Regions from separate parts of the Anser cygnoides genome. Here all the other regions are linked to region 1. The links are chromatin contacts, called in public Hi-C maps. All regions are on one chromosome and are shown on one strand. The core of a region is the stretch at or near the end of the contact, and the rest is flanking DNA. Distances in the headings are between cores, read along the strand shown.

Evidence for each region. Hi-C and Micro-C count contacts between places; a contact is called where the count stands out from the background.
Region 2: a contact with region 1 is called in a Hi-C map of liver, with 7 times the contacts expected there. The contact joins two enhancer-like sites. A contact is called at or near these places in 2 of 7 Hi-C or Micro-C datasets (both in liver).
Region 3: a contact with region 1 is called in a Hi-C map of liver, with 11 times the contacts expected there. The contact joins two enhancer-like sites. A contact is called at or near these places in 2 of 7 Hi-C or Micro-C datasets (both in liver).

Annotation. Positions count from the first base shown.
Region 1 is chr9:15,969,010-15,973,589 of Taihu_goose_T2T_genome, reverse strand. The region is part of intron 8 of LPP (LIM domain containing preferred translocation partner in lipoma); the gene reads left to right. Among named protein-coding and RNA genes, the nearest start is that of LPP, 220 kb to the left of the region's middle. Within about 2 kb of position 2,424, at least 1 of the 3 cell types and tissues checked has open chromatin away from gene starts, as enhancers often do. A contact at or near this core is called in liver, where this site is marked.
Region 2 is chr9:16,238,937-16,243,920 of Taihu_goose_T2T_genome, reverse strand. No RefSeq gene overlaps it. Among named protein-coding and RNA genes, the nearest start is that of LPP, 48 kb to the right of the region's middle. Within about 2 kb of position 2,685, at least 1 of the 3 cell types and tissues checked has open chromatin away from gene starts, as enhancers often do. A contact at or near this core is called in liver, where this site is marked.
Region 3 is chr9:16,266,926-16,271,849 of Taihu_goose_T2T_genome, reverse strand. It overlaps the pseudogene LOC136791464. Among named protein-coding and RNA genes, the nearest start is that of BCL6, 71 kb to the left of the region's middle. Within about 2 kb of position 2,574, at least 1 of the 3 cell types and tissues checked has open chromatin away from gene starts, as enhancers often do. A contact at or near this core is called in liver, where this site is marked.

The DNA.
Region 1 (4,580 bases), core at 1,175-3,674:
GGCTGTTGTGTGAGGCCATCCAAACTGACATATCCAAGTTTCAGTGAGTCTTTGGGTTTTCCTTTGTGTTCCTGACATGCTAGATGGTTAGAGAAGCTCTGAGGGCAAAGGGCACATCCATGCGTCGTCCTGGGAGCTGCTGGGCACCAGGGCTGGCTCTGGGCGAGGAGCTGGATTTTCAGTGTCATTCAAGTGATCCTACTGAATGACATTTGCCTCGCTGGCTGGGATGCGCAGTCACGGGGCAGTAAGCAAAGCAAACACGTATGGTTGTGCGTGTGTTTGCACATCAGAGCCAAGCGGCCTTGTCTGCGTGTTTCAGATCACAAGGGAAAGGGCACTGCTGGAGGTCACCGGCCTTCCTTAGCAAAAGGTGATTGATTGTATTGTTTATTAGGGTGCAGCAATTTCTACACAGCATCTAAGTTTTTATCCCTACCTTGTCTTAGTCCAAAGACTACAGCAGCCTAGCAAGTGAGCAAGCCCACAATGGCTGCTGTGGATGGCGCTGGAAGAGCAAACCTCCAGAAAGGCTTTGAGTGTAGCTCAAGGCATAGTCAGCCCTGCTGGTTTGCTCTCTTTGTTTTCCATTTCTTGCCACCACCACACACATGTACATGTTGTTCATGAATGTACATGTTCTCTCCTCCTCACTCTGCATCTCCCTCCGTTGCATCTCTTAACATACAATAAATAATTTGTGCAGCTAGGTGGCTTCTGTTGAAAGCATTCTGCTCCTTGCAGGGTCGACCTCCAGTATCTCCCTTCCTTGCTGTTCACGTTTTAACAACACAGCGAGGCAACAGGTCAAGGCCAGGGCCAGGTCTCCATCATGTTTCATGCTCTGGTGACCCAGCAGAGTATGGCCTGGTTATTTCTTGCAGCAGTGAGTCCCAGCTCGTTCCTTTCCTGTCTCCTCAGCACACTGATCTGTAATACCAGCAGCACTTGCTTTATATATATATATATATATATATATATATATATATATATTTGTTGTTTTTTTCCCCAAGACTGTTAGACTCAGCAGTGCCTGCAGTCCCGTGTGTTGTGGAAGGCCATTGCATATATCCACAGATGTTTGGCTCACTTTTTCCGGGTTGTTTGCAAATCCACTGGTGTCATGTGCACAAATCAGCCTCTCTAGAGACCTGCTCATTTTCCCATCGGTGTGGGAGCTGTTTAGGTTCCAGTCTTTCCTTTCTGAGACTTTCTCATCGTCATTCAGTGGCTAGGGAGCTGCTGGCTTTGTTGAGCCCTTCTGCTCACTTGTGCCGGGCCACTGGCACTCGTGCAGCGGGGACGGTTGGTGTGTGTGTGTCTGCCCTATTGTTTGCTCCTGTCACACCACTCGTCCCCTAATGCCACTGCTCCAGATGGGTGCCAGCAGGAGGAGGACAAGATGTACCACACCGTGTGAGACCGCACGCAGAGGTCTCAGTCGTGCGAGGGAGGAGTTCATCGTGCCCTTTCAGCGACTGTTTAATGTTCACAGGAATGTCGGAAGTGCTCTCCTTGTTCTTCGTGAGCTGGGCACTGGCAGCAAACAGTTCAAATACCTGCGTGTAACTCTGCACATGAGGCCCTGCGTGGTATGAGCACGTGGCTGTTTTCGGATAGGTCTTCCCTCTGTGCGCATCGTGTCCTCAGTGCCGAATCGGTTTTGAGCCAAGAAGCACTTACTGATCCCACCAAAAGCTCCCTGACCGACTGAGACAAATCCACCTTTGAAAATTGAACTAATGCAATGTGATGACTCAGAAACATCAAGGGATTTTTTTTTGTTTGTTTGTTCTGAACCACAAATGATCCTGTCTGAGGTTTACCTAAGGTCAAGCTACGAACTACAGAGCCAAATTTCGACTGTGCTCATGTTTGGGGCTCAGCTCATTATAAGGAGGGCTAGTCCTAAACTGGGATACATAATCAGATCTGAATTTCGCTTCAGAGCCAAGAGCTGCTCTGCAGCTTCTACAGTTCTCTATTTTCTGTAAAGTACGTATTAATATTCAGTGTAACACTGCCACATTGCTGGTAAACAAGCAAATCCCCAAAGTAAACACCAATAAAACAGGAAATCTTTGGGCAGGATTTAGTTTATCGAAGTTTCCATGATTTTTTTTCAATTATTATCTTTATTCTGATGTTGTCATCATCATCTTCCCGTGGCTGGTGATTGACTCTGCACAGATTTCTTCTCATATGAGCTATATGCCAGGTTTTATCAGTACTGTGTGTCAGGGGAAAACATGCACCTGATTTGGAGGGAAGTCCTGTTCGTGCATGAAAATAAAATAAGGCTTGTGTAGTAGATACAAATTGGATTTGTTTTCATCCTCTGCCTTAGTTTGAGTATAGTATTCATGTGGGGATAGGTGGTGCACATTTCTAGTGCAAAACCAGTTTGTTTATCTTCCTAAAGTCAGTGAAAGGAGCCGCAAAGTAGCTGACAGTCCCAGGGAACAGTGAAGGAGGATTTTTTGGGCCATGTTACATCTCAGGCTGGGGAATGCAACTTTTGCTTTTTGTATCTTCACATGTGATCTTGCCAAAATTTCTAGCGTGCTCATAGCTCTCTGTCTTCGTTGCTGCTTTGCTTTTTTTTTTGACTTGTGATCATCTCAGCTTCATTAATAACAACTAACCCCTTTCATCACTCTGTCTGTCTGTTTATTTAGAGCTTGACCTTTTGAGTGTTTGTACTAACAGTTTCTCTTTGTGAAATGTTCAACTGCTGAAAACAAGTTCCAAGAAAGGGAATGTTATTTTTCTCTTGCATACTTGCAACATTCAGAAGATGTGCCCGCGCACCTGCTTTTCAAAAGGAGCGCACCCAGCTGCTCTTGCCTGTTTTGGGGTGCCCAGAGCTTAGGAGATGGTGCCCTGCAATGAATGTTAACAATTGTAATTTGATCTGGAAGGTAGCGTTAGGGTGTATTGGCAGCAATGATCACAAGGGGGTCAAGTACTTTGTTTTGCATCTCCTTTGAAAAATGCTCTCTCAGGGATGCATGACTAGACATGGTTTATCCAGAGCTGGCTACATGCATGAACAGCATTATCTACCATTTGTGGGGCTGGCTATGAGAGAGATCCTGCAGAGCCTTCAGCATTTAGAAGAACAAGAACAATATCGTCTCTCTATTACCTTATAGCACCTAAACTGCTATAAGGTGCTGAGATCTTGCAGTTCAAAAGAGCCTATACATTTCTAGTTTTCTGTCATCCTTGGCTACAGTCAGAAATAAAATGTAGATATATAAACAGGACAGCGAGGTCTTGGTGCAGCAGTCATTCTAGAGGTGAACATCCTGCCCTTTGAACCATTGATACAAGTTCCTATCCGAAGGCAGAAGGCTTCAGCAGGAAAAAGCAGAAACTCTGGCCAAAGTAGAAGACCTGCCTGGCTGAAAAAGCACAGAAGCCCTATTCTGCCCAGAGCCAACCAAGGCTGGAAAATGAAGGACACAAAGAAAGCAGGATATTAAGGATTTGTGTCTACCACAATCAGAAGAAGGTTTGAAATGGGTGTTACACAGGGCCATGCTTTAGGTACCCCAGTGTTAGGAACTAGGGTAGAGTGACTCTGAAGGGTTTTGACAGAGCTCTAGCATGCGACTCCTCTGCTAAGTGTGTGAGAAACAAGAAACCACAGGGAAATGACTGCAAACCCCTTTGTCAAAAGCTCTGAGAAACTTTCCAGTCTATGTCTTTTCCAAACCGGTTACATCAACCATTGCTATTCCTAAAACTTTAACACTACAAAACACAGCACATGTGCAAGCTGCCGAGTTGCTGTTTAATGAAACACTATTGCCTGCAAGCCCGTTTTTACAGGCACAGGGCTTGCACTTTGCTTTGGGTGCTAGAGCCCAGCCCTGAGCTTGAGAGACTGAAACACCTTCAAGTGAGGGGCAATCCTTCTGCTACTTCTGCACCTCATTTAGCAACCCAGATGAAGTTGCTAAGACTGATCAGATGAAAGCAATGGTCAATTTCCACCTATTCGGCCCCAAGAAGAGCCATGAGAAGTTAGACTTTGTGGTATGTGGTGTCACCATTCGGCTGCGCCGTCACCTGCACTGCTGTAACCACACGGTGCAGGAAACAGCAGTGCATTAAAAAGAGAAAACTTGCTGCTCCCATCACAGTCATTTCAGACTCTAAGCCTGGTCTGGCCATGTCTTCTGGTGCATAACAACTTTCACTGGCTGCGGGTTCTGGCAGCCGCCTCACGCTCAGGTTTCTCAGCATTCAATCTGTTGATTAAGAGCCACGTTTTATTTAAGTCCCGTAGGATTTGCAGCTGGCCAGAGCTCGTGCTGGAGCATGTGAGTGCTGTGCCTTGCAGGGCCCTGTGACCCAGCCACAAGAGCCAGTCACCTCCCCGGTGCCACCTGCCCCGTGCCCTGACCTGAGGCATGGCCAGGCCCTTCCCCAGTCAGTAACAGCCTGGTGCTGCTGCCCGTTTCCCAGTATGTCCAGCATGGCCTGTAAGGTTGCTGTTCATTCTCTTCCTTCCCCTTAATTCATTATTTCTGTGACTGCCCAAAGCATAGTGCCTTTCTTTGAACTCGGTT
Region 2 (4,984 bases), core at 1,436-3,935, 270 kb before region 1:
GTGCAATGGTTTATTTGGGGTCATGCTACCTAAATATGGGACCCTGCTCTCACATGGCTGGGTCCAGATAAAGAACAAGGTGGTGTGAGAGAGCAATGTGCTCAAACCCAGGCTGCGAGGGGCAGGGGCTAGTGATGGCATGGCACTGGGGCTGGCAAGCTGCTTTTGCATTTCTTTCTCTCCCAAAATTTGAGGCTGTGTCCAGAGGGATACCTACAGCAATCTGGTTGTTGAGGGAGGAGAAGAAGGTGTTGTGTACTTCCATAGAACAGGGGTCCTGCAAGGATCCATGGCTCATGCAGAAGGGCAGAGCAAATGAATGAGTTTTGTACTGTTCTGGATCCAGTGCTAGTCATATACAGCAAAACCAGCAGGAACCCAAGTAGATACCTTTGGGATCCAAGTGCTTATTTTGATAGTGTGGTTATGTTTGGATTTGTGCTTGTTGTTTTTTCTTTTTTTAAAGGTGTAGTGGATTAATCCTGGCTTGTGCAGTTGTTGTACCGTAGTTTGTTTTTGTGTTGTAAGGGGCTTGGCAATGGTGTCAGGAGACGTGCTCCCTAAGTACTCTTATTATTTATCCTCATTGTACAAGCTGCACCAAATAAGTACCAGGCATTTCCAGAAATTGCTATTGATTGGGCAACTGCGTTTACAAAGCTAATCAATAAGTTTAACCCCCACCATATATTTATTTGTGATACAACTGCTCTCTTTGTGTGCCTCATGTGCTTTCCAGAGCTTGTAATTTGTCCAGTGTAAATAGCTGATTTCATCCTTTTTCCTGGGGAAAAAATAGCCCTGCTATTATAACACTGTGCCTCTTCTGGTGAGGGAGGTGTATGTGTCTTCCTGTCTTTAGGGTGGGTAATTTCACCCTTCACAGGAAGAAGATGAAGGGATGGGAAAGAGCCTTGTTGTTTCCTGAACACCAGAGTTACTGCAGTCTCCTGTGGATTTTTGTCCTTTGGCCTTTTCATCCTACTTCTGTTTCTGCCATAACAACCCCAGCTCTTTTCACATGGCTCTTCCTGTGACTCTACAGCACAGAAGATAACGTAATGCTGTAGAGGGACAGAACCGTGCAAGTGCTTGTTGGACAGGCAGGACATACACCCTGTTTCCAAAGGGTTGTGTAGCATAGGCCTTTCCACAACAGGGACCTCATCTGGGTCTTTATGTCTACTTCCAGGGTTCTTCCAAACGCTGGATACTTCTTGCTGCCAAAATTTCTACTGGTCCTTTAGATATGACCAAATTGGGTCAACAGTTACGAAGTTCAGTGTGAAGGTTGGATGGCTGAAGGGTCATCAGAGTGTCAGTCCAAAAAGTCATCTGTGTGGATGGCTGAATTGCCAAAAATATTTTACTGAAGTCCAGATGTCTGGAAATCAGAAGAACTTGGATAGCTTCCTCTTCTGGTCTCAAATGATTTTGCTCATTCATGCTGCACTGGCAGTTCTAGATCCTCTAGGGTGAGGATGAGAGCACACAAAGCTCTTCTGAAGGATTTCCCCACAAACTGGAAGCACCAGGATTTTGCAAGATCATCTTCTGTAGTGTGGGACTATGACTAAATAGACCTTGGTGGTTCTTGCTTCATTACAGATGACAATGCCCTGTGTGAACTTGGATATGTGAATGCCCCCACCTCTGTTCTCCAAGGAGAAACAGACCCACACTTGACCTCTGAAACCCAATGCTCCAACGCTTCTCCAGAATTTCCCACTCTGATCTGTACAGTCACCACAAATTGGCCCAATTTTGGACTTCCCTCTTGCAGAGAGTGGCCATTAGATCCAACAGGCTTACGTGCTAACAAGGTTTTTCCAGGATTTTGAGATTTTTCTTAGGAACTATTGCTCTGATCGTAAGGCCAAAAATGAGGTAGTGCAGAAAGTGGTGTGTAAGAATGTTAATTATTTCCCGAACAGTAATACTGGTAGTTTCTATTGTATTCCTTCAAAAAAAAGAACTTGTTGACCTTCTTCAAACATTGTAAACAAGGAAGCTGAAGTCTCAAACAACCCTGTTTCTAAAAGCTTCTTGCAAAAATCAATGATCAGGCAATAGTGTGCCCTGTGTACGAGATTGTGGGAGTTATCAGAAGTTAGATACTGCTTGGCCAGTTGGATGAGCGTCCAGCTGGCACCCAGCCTGAAACATGCCATAGCAAAAGCTGCTTCTTGCTCTGCTGGTAGTTACAGGACATGGGAAGGAGCTGATCTTGTTGGAAAGGGGGGAGAGTTTGGAGGATGTCATCAGTCCTGGAAGCATGGGCTGGGAAAGGGGCAGGTCATAGGGCCTGCAGAGGGGATCTTGGAGCACTGTGTGAAGGGAAGTGTGGGGGACACCAGGGTAGATGTGCTGGTGAAGTGAAGTCACACAGGATGTAAATTCTTGAATTGTGGAAAGAGGAATGCTGATGCCTGGAATGGCTTGGGTATTGATGATAAAACGTGAGAGATTAAATACTTGGTTTCTCATTCTAGGACTCCTGATGCTCACTTTCATCAGACTTTTAAAAGATGGTGTCTTTCTTTGGCAGTAGGTACAGTATAATGGTATATCAGGAAAGTAAAACTGACCTGTGTATAACTAGTGCTTCTGCTTAATATATGAGAAGGCTTACAGGCGGTGGAACTTAACTCCCAAAATATAAACCTTTGTCTTCTGACTTTACCTCAGATTATTTTAATTCAAGACTCTAGAAACAATTGCAATTAGCTCCTATTCCTTCCTTTTGCTCCTCTTTATACTCAGTTCCTTGTCCACACCCTCAGCTTCTTGGATCATTGACTCAGATGTTTAAATGGAAAAATACCCAGCTCAAGTTTATTGCAATGAGCAGAAGCAAAGAGGGTCTCTGTAAATATCTTGGTTCTTTGTATGCAGCTGGGTTCCCCTTTGTTTACTTGACTTCCCCAGTTATTTTCAAGCTGCTAAGGTCATTGCTAGTTAATAGTTGGCTAGAAATCAATAGACAGAGATGGTTAAAGATAAGTTTTAATAATGAGCGCAATCAAATTCTAGCAACTTTTATCTCTCTGCTGCTGCCAGTGGTGGCTGGTTTTTGTGCAATGACTACATTCATTTTCCAGCTGCACAAACTTCAGTGTTTTTTATCTTTGTAAAATACAGCTACCATAGCCCACCCTGGTGCCTCATGGTTAATGCTCTCTTGCTAGAGAACTGAGTTCAAGTGTGCTAAATGACTTCCATCAGTTTCAACAGGGTTTCCACCCAATGTTCACTGTTACCCAGGTAAAACAACTTCAAGATATCGCTGGAGTTAGCTGGAGATGGAGCACTGTCATCTCTTGACTCATCTTTGAACAGATGGAGAGCTTCTCCAAGTCCTGGTGAGCATTTCTACGAAGTTCAGCTGTCCAATGCATTCAGCACCTTCAATTGAGCATTATGTTGCAGCTGGATTTTTAACAGTTAAGCTCCATCTTGGAAGGGAGAACAGAGGGCTAGGATTTATGCCTTTAAGGTCCTGGTTTGCTTGGTTCAGAGTGTGCAGAGCAGTGCAAAATCTAACTGCTATTCCTCACCTGCTGGACCTCATTACATGGAAAACCAGATCTCTTGCAAATACCTCTCATGTTGAGTGATCATTAAAACACGTGTGTTGAAAGCATTCTAGAGACAGTGGCTGCTGCTGGGCTTTGGATCAGGTGCTGCATGATGCTGCTTGTGCTGGAGGTTCCTCAGCTCCCTGTAGCTTGCCAGGCAGTCCCGTGCCTGGCACCAGGTTCTCTTCCTGTGGGCTTTGCAGCATGTTTTTGGGTTGTGATGCAATGGCATGCTGTCCTGCTGCAGCAGACTCACCCAGATAGGCATGGCTGGCACTTGTGTGTGCTCAAGCAAGTAAAAACCTTACTCTCTACTGAAAGCCCTCTCAGATGTTTTCACAAATATAATGGGCTATGGGGATGGTCTGGGCTTGGAGTGCATACCAGGAATTTGAGGGACTCTCGCTCAGTTCTCTGTTCTGTCCCAGACTTCATCTTCTGCCTCAGGCAAGTTACGTCAGTGCAGTGACTCAGTTCCCTCGCAGTACAATGGAAATAGCAATGCTGTTCTAACTTGTGGGATTAGTTTGGTGATAAACACCTCTAGGACTTCAAGGTGCTGTGCTTCTGTGATCAGGACAGCCACTTCAGCACCTAATGTATGAAAAAGTGACTTGAGCTCTTGTACCTGCTGAATGCTTTGGGGAACATTTTTAACTGCCCTTTCAAAGCCTGTACTCATGCTCCACACCTGTAGGAACTTCTCTTCTTCCTTCCCTCCCTTGCTGCTGTCTGAGAGTTGACATTCTGGGGGAAAGAGGTGACCCCTTGGCCAATGGCACCGTGTTTCAATCCACTACAGACAAAATTTGATTTGGCTACTTGATCATGCCAATGGGGCACTAGTTTTATGGGATTGTTCACTGCAAATCCTGCTGGAGATGCATATTCTGAAGGATCCTAGCAGTAAGCTCATGAGGTCTGAAGTGGCACAAGGAAACATGGTAAAACATCTCATGGGTTTTGTTGAACATCCAGACAGTATAAGGAGCCAATTTTTGCTAGGAAACGAATGAAAACAGTTCACAGGTAGGGTATTTTGCATGCTTATGTATATGCAACATGCAGTTCCCAAACCCATAGGTGGTAGATGCGTTGCTGTTTTTTTATTAGTAGTGTACACTAACAGGCCATCTCACTGGTTCAAGGTGGTCATGCTTTTATAGGTAACCTGGGATGGAGTTTCTCTTCTGTGGCATTATCTAGCACATCAGCTCATCACCCTGTCCAGGAATGAACTTCTTGCTGGTTCTTCACTTTTAAATAATGTCCAATCTATTTAGAAGATAAATTCTCTGCATTAATGTTCTTGATAATACGTTAGAGCAAACATCTTGTCCCAGTTCTATCGGTCCCTCTCCTCTGTGGATTTTGGCCATAGAGCAGCGAAATCAAAGTACAGCAGC
Region 3 (4,924 bases), core at 1,325-3,824, 300 kb before region 1:
AAAAAAAAAAGAAAAAAAAAACAAGCAAAGAAACAAACAAAAAAACCCACAACAACTCTAGAACAGGCAAGTTTAAACAAAGCTGTTACCAAAGGCAACTCTTCTCTGACTCTGTAGCCTACAGTAGGTCTGTGCCACCACAGAGAGAGTGGCACTGCTAAAGCCAAGGATCGAAAGAAGTGCAAAAATGCATTGGCAAGGCAGCAAATATTCCCACCTGGAGACCTTGCAAACCTGCCACAGCCAGGCTCTGCCTAGCTCTGCAGCAGGGGAAGGCACTGACTGCTTTCAAAATGGGGTCTCCTCCCATATTCTCATGGACGATCTTTGCAGCCCTCCTTTTGTAATGCTGTCCTTTTCCCTGACACAGGGGGCACTTGTGCCAGCTCCTCTGCAAAGGCCAAGTGAGGTTGCATGTGCAAAACCAGGGCATCTTTTAACAGCCCACACCAACAGGAGGTGGGTGAGGTAGAAAACTCACTGCATATCCCTCCCTAAGAAAAAAAAAAAAAAATAAAAAAAATAAAAAAAAATATATCCTATAGCCTTTGAACCTTTTTACATGCATAAGCCCAGGCTGCAAAGCATGGGGATGCTGCTGGGTACTTTTAGGGGCTGATGGCTGCTCCTCCCCGCACAAACTCCCCCAGATGCTGCCGAGGAATGGAGCAGCAGTTGGTTATTATTTTTAGCCCCCCGTCCACGTGGTCTGAGGATCAGATGCACATTCCCAGATGCTCATTCCACAGATGCCGAGATCCCCCCAGCCCACACCGTGTGGATGCAGCGAGCTGTGGCAGTGCCAGTGGTAATGGTGGGGACCGGTTATCCGGATCCCCCTGCCCCACAGTGGGGTGTACCCACACGTACATGTGCACACACACACCACCTGCTGTGCTCAGGAAGCCTCCACTGAAACAGGCTTTCTAGGAAAATGGAATAAATACAGGCAAGGAAGTCAAACTGAAGCCGTGCATCAGGGCATGTGTACGCTGCCATGTGGCTTGCATCCCCCGCAGGCTTCGGCCTGCTGGAAGGAGAAGGCCCCGGGGCAGCCCTGCTGGGAGGTGTTGTGACACAGGACATGGACAACATGAGTCCTGCCTGGCTGTCAGAGGCAACACAAGATCCAGTGGCCGCTATCTGAAGCCAGACCAGTGCAGATTAGGCCTAAGGTGCCTTGCTGTCAGGAGGCCAATTAACCACAGCCCTGGAGGCCATGGTGGATTCTCCACTGCTGGCAAAGGCCCTGCTTGCATTTGGGCGTATTTCTGAAGGCTCTGCTCTTGTTCAGGTGCAAATATCCATCTTGCAGAAGCACTGGTAGGGGGTAGGCCTGAGGGCAGCGCTCCACAGGCGGCCAGCAGCACTGGAGCATTTGTACTGGTGTCAGCTCTGGCATCAGCCAGGATTTGGGCTGGCACCAACACCAAGAAGCCTTGGCAATAAGGCCTAAGGTACCAGAACTCTTCTGGCCTCCATGGTGGATGTCCAGCAGCCTTAAAACCGATGACAGGACACAAGGAGCACGAGGATACAAGGTAGGCCGGCCCCTGCTGCCATGCGCTGGGTGCCCAAGTTTGAGCACTGTAAGAATGTGGTGACTTTGTTTAGGGAAAATGGTGTTGTCTTGCAAAGGCTTTTCTCCTGGCTTCTGTCCCTTAAGCTAGTTTCTGACTGGTAGATAGCTATGGCGTGAATCACCTTCTTTGTGCCTCAGTTTCCCTGACTACAAACTAGCTGAGAGACTGTGCTCGTTGTCATTTATTCAGTCATAGTGCTCCTGAGGGAGGAGGGGAGGAGCTCTCTGAAGCAAACCTGGAGCCTTAATGCCCACAACCTTCCAGGGGCGAAGCCTCACGGCTCTTGATATCACACTTCTTACCAGCACAGTCATCTTGAGAGAGTTGTTGCGAGACCCAGAGAGGCTGCAAGCCCACGGACAGCCAGCGGCTGTGACCGCAGCTCATTGCTTTGTGCTGTGCACCTCCCTCCAGCTCTGCTTGTCCCTGGTGCATCCCGACCCCCAGCACCGGCTGGAGCAATCGCCATGGGGCTGTGGGGTTGTGGGGTTGTGGGGCTGTGGGGCAGGCTCTGGGAGTACTGGCCATGCATACTCCAGAGGCTCTGCATAGCCAGCCTGAAAGGAAAGGGGGAGAAGGGGAAAGAGATTTTTGATTACTTAAGCTTCAGGCTTTTGGCAACCCACAACATCTCTGGGGAGCGGGTAATCCTTTCCTAGACCCAGCAGTATCTCGGCATGTAGAGGGGAGCCCTGTCATAACCCTCACCAGGGCATGGCGTTCTTCCCATAACAAAACTTGGACACACTCAGGCTATTAAGCAGAGGAAACGTTCGTTGCTTTTATTAATAACCTTAAGAGCCCCGTGCCTTCTGTTGTTTAGCAGTAAACTCGCAGCCCCACACAGAGAAGATTTGCTGATGATCCCTCCGCTTCCCAGTAGACTCTTTTGAAACGTACAGCACCATTTCCTGCTGAAGTTCGGTAATTCCTGAATTACTGTGGAGGCCCCAGCCCCAGGCTCTCCCTGTCTGTGGGTCTGGAGCACTCTCCTCTGCTGTAAAGGACAAAGAGGGGATCAGGCTTTTCTGCCTAATCTCCTGCACAGCAAACAAGAACCACAAATATTGTTAAATAATCTCATGAAAAAAAATCTGGTTACTACTCCAGCCCTTACAAAGCATTTCCCTGTGCCCACCGCTGCCCTTTAAACTCCAAACAGCTAAAGTGGGACCTGCTTTCCTGGCTGAAGACAGAATTGATTTCCTCTTTGTTTGTTATTGTGTCTGGTAGCCTTCTATCCGTAAAACTTGTGTACCCATAGACAAACACACGCAAACACATTCAGAGACCTCCTGTCCATGCCAAATCCCATCCCTCCTTCCAGAGAGAGCTGTGGGCAACAGTGGTTGCGTTACCCTGAGGCTGGGACAGCTGGCTTCAAGCCTGGACTCTATCCCAGATCTGCAGGAGTCACTTTTTCAATGCTCCATGCCTCAGTTTCTCTGATGGGAGCAAAGGAACAGCGATTCTGATCTCCTTCACAAAATGCTCCCAGATCTATAGACAAGAAGAGCTGAGCTGTGGCGGTGGTATCAGAGCCTCCCTATTCCATCATTATTTTGCATTACTTTGATGCCCTTGAAATCAAAATATCGCTCTGTGATTTCATTAGTTTTCAGGGAGGATATCAGCAATCTTTCTCAAGTGCGTGCATGCGTCAGGTGAGGGGCTGAGGGTGGTGGAGGTTACCTGAGATGAGTATTAATGACTAACAGCTTCAAGCTCAGACACCAGAAGTGAGAACATCTAAATCTAGATCGAGGCACTTAATTAGACTTTTATTAAACTTCCTTCAGCACATGGGCAAAATTCTCCCTAGCTTTGTGAATCTTATAATACTAAAAAATATGTTGCCCTTTCACACCTAGGAGCATGTTACTCCAACTTTGCTGCAGGTTGAGTTGGTATTCAAGGAGCAGTACTGCACAGTTTCCAGCTCCCTCTGGGCTCATTTAATTGCTCACACCACTAAGATTTAGGCACACTACCAGTGGTGTTTTGGTGGATCAAAGTCCTGATGCAATCAATGTCTTTGCAGGGCCAGGCTGTCAGCTGGCCATTTTTGGCTACTCGTTTCAAGGCGAGCAGCCTGCTTTGCACTGGGATCTTTGCACAGCTCCGACCCAGAATGTGTGAACGCAGAGGATGGAGATCCCTGCTGCAAGCTGCTGGGGAGCCCAGCCCAGTCAGGACTCACATTCCCCCGCATTTTGTCCCTGTGCCTTTGGTAATCAATATATAAACCCTCATTTAGCATGGCTCAGGCAGGTGGTCCTCTTGTCTTCTTGTTGCCATGGCCCTGCCTGAGATAACACACAGAAATAATAACATTAAAACCCTCTAGCATCACTAAGCAGCTGTAATAATTAATCCTTAGCACTCAGCCCTACATTTTACACTTTCAAGACACACGGTGACATTCCCTGACTGTGCTCGCATGCCCTGCTGCTCCTAAGAGAAACTCTCTATTGCATGCTCTGTTATAGAGGGAATGAAGGATAACACGTCCATGGGCATCCATGCATTTCGGTGCACCAGATGGGAATATGGTATTATGGTCTGAACAGTTTGCTGTCCTTGAGTGGCAGTCACAGTGTTCCCTGATTCACAGGACGCTGGAAAGCCGCCAGGTCAGCAGCGAGCGTGCAGCTGGGTCTTGCAAATTTGGGTGGATTAGACCCAAGGGCTCCTCCGGAGAGCTAACCGCGCTTGCTGGGATTGCTCTGCCTTTCTTGTCTGTTGCGCCAAGAGGGGAAGATACATTATTCTGGACCCGTGGTGGGACAGTGCCCCAGCCGTGATAGCCAGGCTGGGCTTGGCACTTCTAGAGACCAAACCTCCTCGGAGGCAGGCTGGTTGTGTGCTGTGAGTGGCAGCATGGGGCAGCAGCAGAGCTGGGGTGGCCCCGTAGGACCTGGTCCTGGAGCTGTGCTCACAGCAGCCAGAAGCACACACTCTTTTCCTAGACCATGGCACAAGTCTTTAAATATGTGCTCAGCTTTGAGCTCGGGAGCAACCTACTGCAAAACGGTGCTGGCTTCAGGAGCCTTATCTCTGCTTAAAGGTCAGAGCATGCTTAAATGCCTCAATGGTTTGAGACCTTAGCATTCTCAAGGAGGTAAATTAAGAGCAGCCATCCTTTCCAGCAAAGCAAACCCTGGAGAAACGGATTCTTCTTTCACTTCTGCCTAGTCTCTTTGCTGAGTTAAACTGGACATGCTCTGAATCTGTGCTGTGGCAAGTGGAACAGGACTCCGGTGCTTCTCTGTGCACCACAGGAACAGCTGGGGAAAAGGGACTGGGCCAAACTGGAATACCTCTGCACCGCCAGTAGCGAT